2 separate regions of the Pan troglodytes genome follow, and region 2 is linked to region 1. A link is a contact called in public Hi-C data. All regions are on one chromosome and are shown on one strand. Each heading gives the region's core, a stretch centred on a gene start, on an enhancer-like site or on the middle of the called end of the contact. The rest is flanking DNA. Distances are from core to core; before and after follow the strand shown. Region 1 overlaps BMP1 (bone morphogenetic protein 1). Region 2 holds the start of C7H8orf58 (chromosome 7 C8orf58 homolog).

The links. Hi-C and Micro-C count contacts between places; a contact is called where the count stands out from the background.
Region 2: a contact with region 1 is called in a Hi-C map of stem cell-derived neural progenitor cells, with 2.0 times the contacts expected there. The contact joins the promoter of C7H8orf58 here to the enhancer-like site in region 1. A contact is called at or near these places in 1 of 7 Hi-C or Micro-C datasets (stem cell-derived neural progenitor cells) and 1 of 1 datasets of contacts at active chromatin or transcription factors (stem cell-derived excitatory neurons).

The regions. Positions count from the first base shown.
Region 1 is chr7:30,504,511-30,511,338 of NHGRI_mPanTro3-v2.0_pri, reverse strand. BMP1 (bone morphogenetic protein 1) reads right to left here. Exons shown (of 21, transcript XR_010159434.1): 3 at 5,555-5,725; 4 at 5,218-5,335; 5 at 4,729-4,907; 6 at 3,917-4,022; 7 at 2,045-2,169; 8 at 1,391-1,506. Among named protein-coding and RNA genes, the nearest start is that of BMP1, 13 kb to the right of the region's middle. Within about 2 kb of position 3,053, at least 3 of the 24 cell types and tissues checked have an H3K27ac peak or open chromatin away from gene starts, as enhancers often do. A contact at or near this core is called in stem cell-derived neural progenitor cells, where this site is marked.
Region 2 is chr7:30,921,893-30,927,890 of NHGRI_mPanTro3-v2.0_pri, reverse strand. It overlaps C7H8orf58 (chromosome 7 C8orf58 homolog), which reads right to left and starts at 4,243. Exons shown (of 7, transcript XM_063816948.1): 1 at 4,148-4,243. It overlaps PDLIM2 (PDZ and LIM domain 2), which reads right to left. Exons shown (of 9, transcript XM_016959209.3): 9 at 4,495-5,060. The coding sequence ends at 4,987.

The sequences.
Region 1 (6,828 bases), core at 1,804-4,303:
ATTAAGAGCTGGCTACAGGCCAGATGTGGTGGCTCACGCCTGTAATCCCAGCACTTTGGAAGTCTGAGCCAGGAGGATCACTTGAGCTCAGGAGTTCGAGACCAGCCTGTGCAACATGGCGAAACCCTGTCTCAATCAAAAATAGAAAAAAAATTGCCGGGCATGGTAGCGCACATCTGCAGTCCCAGCTACTCCAGAGGCTGAGGTGGGAGTATCGCTTGAGCCTGGGCGGCAGAGGTTGCAGTGAGCTGAGATCGCGCCACTGCACTCTACCTTGGGTGAAAAAGTGAGATTCTGTCTCAAGAAAAAAAAAAAAAGAGCTGGCTAGAGAACAGAATGAATTATTCTGAAAAGTAGTGAGACTCTCATCACCTTAGGTATTCAAACAGGGCTAATCAACCATGCAGTGGGAAACCTGACCGGACAGGCTTGGGGGCCCTCCCCACACTCGGTGTCCACCCTACTTGCCACCAATTAGTAACGAGCAGGGAAGGCTTCCTGAAGGAGGTCACATCCGAGCTAGACTGTGAAGATGGAGACAGCTCTGACCCGATCCTGTAGTATGCCCGAAGCCAGCCCCACGTGGCAGCAAGTATGAGAACTGGGTACTTCCCCACAAGGTAAGACAGAAGGTGGAGCTGAGCTTTCTCTATGGATCAGAACTGATATAGCAGGTGACAGGTAGAGGGAGGAGAATAGAGTGCCAGTGGAGAGCCAGGCACAGAAAATCAGGCCCACAGAGCAAAGACTGGAGGGTCCTTTGCTCTCCAGCAAAGAGGGAAGGATGGGTGAGAAGGAGAGACCCACCAGGCAGCATCCTGCTGGAGGCACCTGCATCATTCCTGAATTGTTCCCAGGACTAGAGCCTGTCAGAATCGGGAAGAGCCCTTCAGGAGCCCCTGGCCCAAGCCCTGATGAGACGGATGAGAGCTGAGCGTCAGGCTGAGCAGTTCATCCAAGGGAACCCAGACCTGAGAAGAGCTCCAGTCCCACCTCAGTCCTTGTTAGCTGTGTGACCTTGGGCAAGTTACTTAACCACCCTGTGCCTCAGTTTCCTCATCTGTAAAATAAAGGTGGAGGTAGCCATAAAAACTAAAAGAGGTGATGTAGGAAAATCACCCAAGAAGAACTAGATAATCAAAATAGACCTACACAGCAAGTGCTATGTGCAAATTAACACTAATTTACAATTATTGGGAGATACCAGGGAAGGCGGTGAATGCCAGGAGCCCCTTCCCACAGCCGTGCTCCATCAGCGCTCTGGACTTGATACATTTACGGTAGCCAGGTAGGTCGCTGGCACCCATATTGACCCCCACTGTGGGAGAAGTCCCTGAGGTATGGGGACCCGCAGGGGAGGGGGAGGCTCAGAGGCTGAGCCCACACATACCTTCTCCCCGGGTGTGACAGAGATGCGCCACACGCAGTGCATGTGAGCAGAGTAGCCATTGGGGTATTCAGGGGAGGAGAAGTTGCCTGTGCTGTCTTGCAGGGTCTCTCCACAGGCTGTGAGGAAAGGAAATGACAGGGCAGGGCTGCAGGTGCCAAATCCCCCCATCTTCTGGCTCACCCACCCCTGAACCTTGGCATCCTCTGGGGGAGGGGAGAATGCCTGAGGAGTGGGAGGGTGTCTGCAATGGTCCTGCCCCTGTAAGATCCACCCCCCTGCCTCACATACAGCACACGCCATCCTACCTCCCAGCCCAGTGCTGCCCTGTTTGTGAAGGCAATATGGGTTCCAGAGCTAAGGTCAAGCTCCCTTGGTGGGGCTCCGTGCCACCTCCCTCTCCTAGGATTGCTGTTCTCCCCACTTCCGCCCCTACAGACCCTCAGAAGGTGGCGGCTCAGCTTCTGACCACCCACCTGAGCCTACCCCCAGCGGCCTCCTTCACTTGGACACTGCCCCTCCTATGGGGTCCCCTCCCCCGCCACACCCTTCTCTAAGACTTGCAGCCTAAGCCTTCTTGGTGGCACCAGGCACCTGGCCTCTGCCTCCCTCAGGCCCTGCCCTCCACGCCCTCACCCATCCCTTCTCTGCCCTGACCTGGGCACTTGTAAAGCTTGCGGGCTTGGGCAATGTCCCCCTTGCTGAGCCGTGTCCTTTGGCCAATGGGAGGTTTCACCCCGTTCACCTCATACTTGGGGACAATGGTATCCAGGAAGATGCCCCTGAAGAAGAGGGAGAAAAGTAAGGGTGAGTGTCTCATGCACAGTGGGCAGGGAGTGGGTGGCATGCCCATATGTACCCACAAGTCACGACCCTGCTGGAGCTCAGACATTCCTCAGCAGGGTCAGGGCCGGGTGGAGACGTCTCACCCTGTCATTATGCTACCCACTGACCAGCAGCCACCCTGCTCCGTGGCAGCCACACCACAGGAGTCGGGGGAGCCCCAGGAACACTTTGGGAGGTCAGGGATGCAGGTCCAGGGTGCCCTTGGACCCACTGGTGCTCCCAGCTCAGGCTGGCCACAACTCCCAGCCCCAGGAAAGCTACAGGCCCCTAGCGGGTCATCTCTCTCCAGCCCCACTGGGCCCCTGCTTCTGCAGCCCCTCATGCTGCTCCAGCCCTAATTAAACTTCTCCCAGGACTCCCCAGGCCAGCTCCTCACCCTGCTGGCACAGGCTGCATCTGAAAGCACCTGGAACAAGGCCAAAGGCAGATTCCACTGCAGCCAGACCAAGCCCCGGGGACAGCCCCACCAGCTCCCAATCTATCAGTGTCTCCTGTCCTGGCCATTCCTCCCTGCTGAATCCTGGGTGTTTGCACTGGGAGGAGCAGAGTGAAGGGGAGGCAGGCAGCCCTCCACCTCCCCAGGGCCCCTGACTCACACCCAGCTGGGTGGATCACAGCAGGGGGTGGGGTGGGATGTGGTGGGAAATGTAAGGCCGGGTCTGTGGGTGTGGGGGGCAGAATGACCTCACCACCCTTCCTTGGTCTCTGTTCCTGCAGGTCTGCAGGCAGGAAGAGCAGATCGGGTAGAAGCACTGAGAAGAGGGGGCAGGGCCACTGTCTGGGACACAGACAGAGGATGAGCAAAGCACCAGGCCTGGGAATGGCCAGGCCAGGAAGGAGTTTGAGGAGGAGGGAGGTGCCATTTCCCACACTCTGCTAAGGAGAATCTTGGGGGAGGGGAGGCTGGGCCACCACCTTTGAGGGCTCTGGTTGTGGCTTCTGGGGACCTGGGCCTCAGATAAGGAGGATGTGCTTCGGAGCTGGGCATGGGGGCTAGTCCAGGGCAGGGGTCAGGCTTCGTGCAAACTGGCCAATTACAAAAAAAGCAGACTAATTAAAAAGGAATGGCTGAGCATGGTGGCTCGCGCCTGTAATCTCAGCGTTTTGGGAGGCCGAGGTGGGAGGATCCCTTGAGCCCAGGAGTTCGAGACCAGCCTGGGCAATATAGTGAGACCCCATCTCTAAAAAAAAGGCACGGTGGCGTGTGCCTGTCATCCTAGCTACTCAGGAGGCTGAGACGGGACGATTCCTTGAGCCTAGGAGTTTGAGGCTGCAGTGAGCCATGACTGTGCCACTGCACTCCAGCCTAGGTGATAGAGCAAGATCCTGTCTCAAACAAAAACAAAAACAAACAAATGGCCCACAAATAAAAGCTCAGCACCCTTTGGGCTGATAGTTTGGGGCTACCCCACACTGCCTGGCTTGCAGAGTGGCTGGGTTCAGCCTCCTCCGCCAGGTACCCTGGGTGCACACGGTGGTAAGGCCCTGCCACAGACCCACCCGTGGAAGAGGACAGGAGGGCAGGCAACATCCACGGACCCTCTGCTTGGAGGCCACAGCCCCCCAGAGGGCCACTCTTTTCCTGGGTCACTGCCCCAGAAGTGGGAGGCAGGAGGAGAATAGCCTACAGAGGGCAGGGTGGGGCTGCCCGAGCAGAGGCCCAGCCCCAATCCCGTCTCCCACCTGGAGAATGTGTTTCGAGCGTAATGCATGATGCTGTCGAAGTCATAGGTCTCCCCCAGGGACTCCACCTCCTGAGGCTCCATCTTCAGGAAGTTATACTCCTGCCCTGCCAAGATCAGGAAAAGGGTGTGGGGGGAGAGGAGGGGGTGGGTCTGCCTGGGATGCAACGCTCACTTTCCAGGGCAGGGAATGGAGTCCTTCCTGTATCTGAGAGAGTCCCCCTACCTGAGGGTCCGGGGAGCAGCCAAGGGGAGCCTGGGGAATGGGGAGGGTCTCAGGAAGAGTCCCGTCCAGCAGAGGGCCTGGTGAATGGAGGACTCAAGGGAACATGGGAAGGAAGCACCATTTCTAGAGCCACAGCTGAGAAGGAGCAGTGAAGAGTGGAGAACGCCTGGGAGAGAGGGAGGAGGCGGGAGGGGAGGGACAGAGACATCGAGAAAATGAGAGAAAAGCCCTCAGAGGGCAGACCAGGCAGAGGGCAGATAGTGGGCAAAGGTGGGGAGAAAGGCCTGAGCAGTCCCCAGGACGGCCCACTACGCCCATGCCCCACCCTAGAGGCTGCCCGGGCTACCGCTGTCCAGGACCAGGACCTGGCCCAGCCTCCCAGAGGAGCTCCACAGATGCGGGTCCTTGATCTGCCACGGAGGAGGAAATGCCTCAAGGGCAGGGGCTGGCTCAACCCAGGCTGTGGGCAGCTCTGCGGGCCCAGGCGACGGCTGGCTGGAGCGGCTGCCACTGCCCCCAGGGGTCCTGGAGGTGGGGGCTGGGGCGGGAGCCGCCCACCAAGGCCGCACCGAGGGGCAGGTACCTACCTGGCTGGATGTTCTCACGAACGATGGAAACATGGCGGTCCCGATCTGGCCGAGTGTGTTCGTGCCAGAAGCCGACGACGTGGCCCAGCTCGTGGACCACAATGCCGAACTTGTCACAGTTCTTGCCGATGGAGATGGCCTGGGGGCCCCCGCCGCGGCGACCCACGTAGGAGCAGCACCTGGAGGGCGGGGCCAGCTCAGGGGGGCGGTCCCGAGCTGGGGGAGTGCATCCACTCAGGGGCGGGGCCAGGCTGCCGGGGGCGGGGCGGCAGGGGAGCGAAGGGGAGTGGGGGGCCCTGAGCACCGAGTGCCCAGGCTGTGTGCTGGAGGTCACAGCCGCACAAGGGGCAGTTCCTGGGTAGATGCCCCATAGCAGGAGGGGACAAAGGGACCCAAGGCTGTGCCCAGCTGGGGGCAGTGGCAGGGCCCAGGGCAGAACCTGGGTTGGGGCAATGGCGGAAGGTGCAGCGCCTAGGGCTTCCTGCTCACCCGCAAGGTCGATAGGTGAACACAATATAGCTGTCCTCGTCGGTGCGCTCCAGGAAGGTGACACAGGTGTGCTTCTCCCAGTGCCTCATGGCCTGCCGGAAGACTGCCCTCTGGCTACCTGCCAGGAGGAAGGAAGCCAGGTTGCCACGGTGTTCAGGCAGTCCCACCCCCTACCCACCACTGAAGAGTCACAGCCATTCTGAGAGCAGACTGCCTGGAAAGGAATGTGTGGGCACTCGGGCTGCAGGTGGCACCCACGCCTCCGTGCCTGGCAGGGCTGCCGCAAGGCCAGGCCTGGAAGCTGGTTACACTCTGGGACCCACAATAGCACGCTCACCAGTGAAGTTTCCCCCAATGACAAAGGGGATGACCCCATCGGGCCACACACGCTCTGGTCGGGACGTCGCCGCCCGCCGGCTACGGGATCTACCTCTCCATCTCCCACAGGCTCCCCTCTGAGGCTGCCCGTTGGTGCTCTGGCAGCTGGGGGTAGAAGTGTTTCCTGCAACTGAGAGAGGAAGTCATGGTGACTAGTGAGTGGAGGGAAAGAGGAGGAAAGCAAAAGCATAGTCAAACCTCATTTTTCATGGATTCTGTGCTTGCAAATTTGTCTACTGGCTAAAATTTATTCGTAGTCCCCAAAATCAATACTCTCAGGGCTTTCACGGTCATTTGTGGACATCTGCAGAGCAGTGAAAAATTTCAGTCACCCAACATGCATGTTCCCAGCTGAGGTGGAATAAGGCAACGCTCCGCCTTCTGCTTTCGGCTCCCATTGTGTAACCAAGTGTCCTTTTTGAGGTCTAGTGAAAGTGCCCTGTTTTTTGTGTTTTTGTGCGCTTTGTTGAGGGTTTCGCTGTTTAAAACAGCCCCTGAGCATAATGCTGAAGTGCTCTCTGGTGTTCCCAAGGGCAAGAAGGCTGTGATATGCCTCACAGAGAACATACGTGTGCTAGGTAAGCTTCTTTGAGGCATGAGTTAGAGTGCTGTTGGTCATGAGTTCAATGTTAATGAATCAGCTCCATATTAAGTAAGGTGTCTTTAAAAAGAAACACTCATAAAACAAGGTGATGCACTGATCAGTTGACAAAAATGTTGTGACCAGAGGCTTGAAGGAACCTGACCCTGTATTTTCCCTAGGAGCAATGGGTCAGTATTTGCTAATGTTTTCAGTGACTGTACAGAGTAACTATAAAGTTATTCTATAACTTCCATAAATAGCAAGAATTGACAATAATCGTAAAAGAGAACAAAGGTGTACTCATTTTCTAGGAATTGTGGGGATCTGAGATTAGGAAAATATCCCTTCTCATTGAATAAACCTTGACATTTGTGGAGCATTCAGAACTCTATGCCTTCTTTTGATTTCCCAAATTCATGTTTGCATTTGACATAGGAGCTCTAAGGCATGTGGACAAGTGTTGTATTGTATTTGACAGATGAGGAAACTAAGGCCAAAGCTTTGGCCAAAGTCACCTGGTGGGTTAGCAGGGGACCCCTCCATGCAGCTTTCCGTTGTGCCATACCTACTAGTCCCCACTAAGGTCACATGAGCCTTACTTGTTAGCAGGCCACCAGGTCACCCTCCAATGCCACCTGCCCTCTGGGGTA
Region 2 (5,998 bases), core at 2,994-5,493, 420 kb before region 1:
GCGGACTTAGAGCCGGGGCTGGCTGGAGGACCGGACAAGAGCCAGGAAGGAAATGGGAGCCCCACGTGCTGGCGGTGGGAAGAGCGCTGACCAGGACGCGGGCACCCGGTGCTCCCTAGCTGTGTGGCTTGGGGCCAGTCTCTTGGCCGCTCGGAAACCTGGGCGATGGGAGGGGAAACGATCCTGCCCACCGGGAAATCTTTTACAACTGCAGAACGCGCGTGTGTCCTCAGCTAGATCTGAACCCCCTCCCGGTCCCCTGCCTCTTTCTCATCCCGGGCTCCCTAAAGCTGGGGACTGGGTAGGTCTCAAGGTCTGGAAAGATGCGAGCCAGCGGGGAGCCGCCTGGAAACTGGGCCAAAGTGTAAATGTCCCCCTGTTCCCACCTCACCCTGCCTTTGGCCCGTGGGATTCCACCCCTCAGTCCCCAACCTAAAAGGAGCCCAAGAAGCTACTGAAGATGAGAGAGAGCCTGGTGACCAGACTGGGGCTGGTGTCCTCTAAAGAAGGCACCTCCTCCAGAGGGAGGGGGCAGGGCTGGAAAAATCCCAGCAGGACCCAAATCCCCCGGAGGCAGATAAGGGAGCTGGAGGACGTGCAGACTAGCACCTGGACCTCTAGGGGAGGGGAGAGGCTGGAGCCAGAGCCACTGGAACGAAGTGGCTGTTCACCGGGAGGGGTAAGACAGTCTGTGCATCCCCTTCCCTTTGCTCCTTTCTGGAACCAGTCCCCAAACACCCACTGCAGGAGCCTTTATCAGAGAGCCACAAACTATCAGATTTTAAAACTTTATAAAATGGGGAAACTGAGGCCCACAGCCAATCCCTGCGCAGGCCAGCCGAATGACAGCCAAGTGCCAGAATTGCTGGCCATGTCTCAACAGAGTCACATTCAAGCCCAGACCCTTCCCTGCTAGCCATGGGTCCTCTGGGTTGCCCCCTCCCTGCCCAGTCCTCCTAGACAGTACCCATTCTGCTTCTCACAGGCAGAGAGAGAACCAGAGTGCTGGGTCTCCAGGAACTGCCTTATGCAAGACCAAGAAGATGTGTGGAATCACACCCCGGCCGTGCCAGAGCCCTGCCAGCCCTCCCTGGGTAGGAGGGAGCCCAGACTCCCTCCAAAGTAAGAGGGTGGGGGAGGGAGCCTTTGCCAGATCGCGCCCTGAATTTGGAGAATGTGGGGCGGGATTCCAAACAGTCTCTGTGGTGACTCTGGGACAGGAATGCATCTGGAAACAGGAAGCCCAGCCAGCAGGAATGCAGTGTCTCAGCACAATGCTTTGTGTGTGACTCAAAAGAACCTCCACACACACACCCCAACACACACTCCCCTCCAGGCCATGGCGCACCCCTCCTCCCCACCACCGCCATGCAGATGCGTCCTGGCCCAGGACCAGCTCAGAGGAACCTGAGCCCTGGCGGGCAGGGGGGCAGGATCTGACCCAACACCCAAAGTAGGGGGATGCCCCCTTCCTGTGGCAGCCGCAGCCCCAAGCCTAGAGCCAGGCCAGGGCTCTCTGAGTGATGCTTGAAGGAATGGGAGGGGCAGCCCGTCCACGCACTCCTGACAAGGTAAACCACTGCCATGAGTTCCTGAGACAGACAGTGTCCTGAGCAGAGTCAGCCATCAGGCTGCCCAGTGGCCCCTGCACTTCCCATGGGGAAGTCCTGGCTTCAGGAAGTGGGTTTCCTGCAAGCTCAGCTGGAGCTAGTACCCATGGGAGGAAGCACAAAGCTGAGAGCCTACAGAGCGCTGGGGAGGGCTGTGGTGACCTCCAGTTGTGACCAGAGGTGACCAGAGCTGTGCCTGGAAGGCTGCCTCTGATGACAGAGGGACAAACTCTGCCCCCCACAAGCCAGAAACCTGGGAGGCAGGCTGTAGATCCATTCCTTACTAGCTAGGAGTACTTGGACCATTTACTGAACCTCCTGGTCCTCAGTTTCTTCATCTGCAGAGAGGATGGTAACAGTACCTATCTCGGGTTGTGAGGATTAAGTGAGTTAAAGCATTGGAAGTATCCCTAGCACATCAAAAGCACCCCCAGAGCTTAGCCATTATGACTGGCTAGCTGTGCAGCTTTGGAAAAGTCACTTTCCCTTCTCTAACCAAAGGGGGTTGTACCAGATGCTCCTTTGGGCCACTTCTAACTCTAATCTGTCACTTCAGTTAATCTCCTCAGTGCAGGAAGGGAAGAGGGCACTGCACTGGACAAAGTCCGGGAACATAGACGGGCGGCGTGCGGCAGAGGGAGTGGGAGCACGCAGCTAGCTGGCTTAGGTTGGGGACAAGATCAGAGGTAAAAGACCAAAGACTGCCTGTCCCCAGCCTCCTCTGCTGACCAACTCATAACTCCGTTCTTCCAGGGGAGTTTGCTCCCAAGCCGGGCTGATTGTGTGGCTGCAGAGAACCCTGGTGCTGAAACCCTCAGGACCCCTGGGAGGAGAGATGGCTGCCACACCAAAGAACAAGGGCCAGAGGGGGATTTGAGCTGGAACCTACAAAGCCCTCAGAAGGCATTCGACGCCTCACTGGAATGCCCATCATTTCACATGTCCCCAGTCCCCACTTCTCCCCCTCCACTCCTATGACACTGCTGGCCCAGCATGGCGTGCTACATACAGGTGGGAATCTGTCCATATCAATAATCCAAACCATCTTTTCCAACCTGTCACTTCTCTGCTTAAAACCTTCCAAGTGTTCCCAGAGGCTGGGCAAGGTTAGCTCACGCCTGTAATCCCAACACTTTGGAAAGCCAAGGTGGGAGGATGGCTTGGGGCCCGAAGTTCGAGACCAGCCTGGGCAACATAGTGAGACCCCATCTCTTAAAAAAAAAAAAACTTAAAAATTAGCTGGGTGTGGTGGTGCACGCCTGTAGTCCCAGCTACTTGGGAGGCTGTGGGAGGATCTCTTGAGCCTGGGAGGTGGAGGCTGCAGTGAGCTAAGATTGTACCACTGCACTCCAGCCTGGGCAATAGAGCAAGACCATGTCTCAAAACAAAATGTCCCTAGAGCCTCAAGGGGAAGTTCAAACCACTTCTGGCATTGACAGCTCCCCTCCGATCTTATCTCAGTGTCCCCATCAGCCACTGCTCTGAGCTAAGCATCCCCCCAGCAGCCACCCCATCACTCAGCATTCCTCTTCACGTCTCCAAGACCCAGCCCTCCTTTTGCATCACGGCCACTGCTTTGAACTCACGGGACGCTCCTCGGTGCGTTCCAAGGTAGCCCTTGGCGCTCAGTGCCACATCCTCTTATTCATTCATGCCAGCTCAGTCGCTGCCACTGGCCTTCTACCTCGAGGAAGGCATGAGGAGTGCTGTATCTTTCCGTATTCCCGCTGTGCCCAGAAGCCCAGTGTTGCCCCGTGAATGGGCCCCGCCATGGGCCAAACTGGACACTAGGTGGCGCCAAAGAGACTACCCCGTTTCTGACCAGCGCCTGGGGCTCATGGAGTCCCGTGCCAGACAGCCTTGATCTTTTCTATAAAAAGAAAGACCTTTCTCAGGCAGCCACCCAGGCAAAAGGTGAGACAATGATATCATGGTGTAAATTATATCTACAGGTGCCTGAGGAGGCAACACAAACATCTGCGCCAAGATTCCTTCCACAAAGAGCCGGAGAGCACAAAGCTGCCGGCAGGGACCAGCCAGGCACCCTGGGAAGCCCAGCTTTGATCTTCTCTGAAAAGAGAGCTGAGGCTGCCCCCTCCGCAGCATCCTCTGGGACTAGCACTAGGGGTAGTGGGTGAATCACGCCCAAAATCCTAGGCTAGCAGGGGAGACTACTGTCCCCTGCCTCAACTCCAGTGAACCCCCAGGGCAGCTCACCTGGCACTGGCCACATGCATTCATTTGTTTTTGTGTTTTTTTCAACAGACAGGTCCTCTCTCTCTCCCAAGCTGGAATGCAGTGGCATGATCACAGCTTAAGGCAGCCTCGGCCTCCTGAGCTCAAGGGCTCCTCAGGCCTCCCCAGTACCTGGGCCTAAAGCCTGAGCCACCCTGCCCTTTTTCCCCCCTCCAAATCAATCACCAATGAAGCCAGCAGAGTCTCCCAGGAAAGAAGTGGAAGGTGTCGGTAGATCAACCTGGCCCCGGGGGCCCAACCCTTGGTGGGCGGCCGGTCCTCAGGATCAGAGGTTGTCTCACCAGCTTGGCTGGATGGGTCTCCTGGTCTTCCTCCTGTCCCTCCGCTTGGCGCCCTCCACCATCCCCTCCAAAGCTTCCAGTGACAATCTCATTCCCTCCATAGCACAAGCGTCCTCCTGTAAAACGGGCATCTTTACAAAAAGGTTAAGGAATGACATGATTCCCAACCTAAAAGAGGCAAGGCCCTTCCATGGGAAATGTCAGGTGCAGGCAACTGGCAGGGGTGGGATTTGAGGGAGGGAAAAGAAGAAGAAACGTATGTTGCATAAATAAAGACCCTCCACCCAGTGGTGGGAGCAGGTCATACCCAGGGCTGGCGGTAGGAAAAAGAAGGAAGGGACATCTACTTTATTTTGTCCATATTCATATATTTATAGAGCTAGTATGTCAAAAACTTTACACAGTGACACCATTAGCCCCTGGCCCACCCCTCTCCTTCCCACTTCTGTGTTCGACCCTACTTAGACCCTGGCACACAAAGGTTGATCAAAGGCAGTGGCCACCTCAGACTAGTGCAATGCCAGTCCTGCAGGGGAGAGGCCTGGCAAGGTGAGGGTGAGTCTCCCACAGTCCAAGACAGGTCCCAGACCTTGGCCCACCCAGCGAGGACAAAGGGGCCTCAGGTCTCCAAACTTAGCTCATGTAAGAGTAACTGCCCACCATTGTCCCTGCCATGCCAACTTATATAGGCATGACCCTGGCCCAGCAGTGAGGCAGGCTGAGGGCATGGCGGGCTCAGGCCCGAGAGCTGAGGGTGGCAGGTGCGGAGTAGCGCTGGCGGGCATGCTTCTCACAGTACAGCTCGTCACCCACCCAGAAGTGCCCGCGCATCTTCAGGTTCAGCCCACAGTCGGCACAGGTGTAGCAGCCGGGGTGGCGGTACCGGCCCTCCTGGATGCGCACAGCCTGGTTCCTGCAGGGGAGGGAGAGGCTTTAGCTCAGAGCCACAGCACCAAGCAGGAGGCCACCATGCCCAGGGGGCCTGGTCCCCACTGTAGCATCAGGACCTGGGTGGAGCCCAAAGCCTTCTCAGAGACTAGACTTTTTTTTTTTTTTTTTTGAGATGGAGTTTTGCTCTTGTTGCCCAGGCTGGAATACAATGGTGTGATCTCAGCTCACAGGAACCTCTACCTTCCAGGTTCAAGCGATACTCCTGCACCAGCCTCCTGAGTAGCTGGGATTACAAGCATGTGCCACCACACCTGGCTAAGTTTTTGTATTTTTAGTAGAGACGGGTTTTACCGTGTTAGCCAGGACGGTCTTGCCCTCCCAACCTCAGGTAATCCACCCTCCTTGGCTTCCCAGAGTGCTGGGATTACAGGTGTGAGCTACTGCACCCGGCCCGAGACTTGATTCTTGAAGCTGCACACAGGAATCTCACTTTGACAAACCCCCTAACACACACAAACCGCCACCACCGCTGCCACTGCTGGGACCCCTAATTAAAAATAATAAAAATAAATAAGTCAGCCAGGCACAGTAGCTCACGCCTGTAATCCATGCCTAGGATCCCAGGTGGACAGATCACTTAAGGCCAGGAGTTTGAAACCAAACTGGGCAACATAGCAAGACCCCATCTCTACAAAAAATTTAAAAATTAGCCAGGTATGGTGGCACACGCCTGTAGTCCCAGCTACTCAGGAGGCTGAGATGGGAGGATCACTTGAGCCCAGGAGTTTGGGGCTGCAGTGAGCCATGACGGCACTACTGCGCTCCTGCCTGAGCAACAGAGTGAAACTCTATTAAAAATATTAAAAATTTTTTTTAAAAGTTGTTCCTCTCACATAAAGACTGTAAGTCCGTCCCACATTGCCTGGATTTTTAACAGAGCAGCGATTCTCAGTGTGGTCC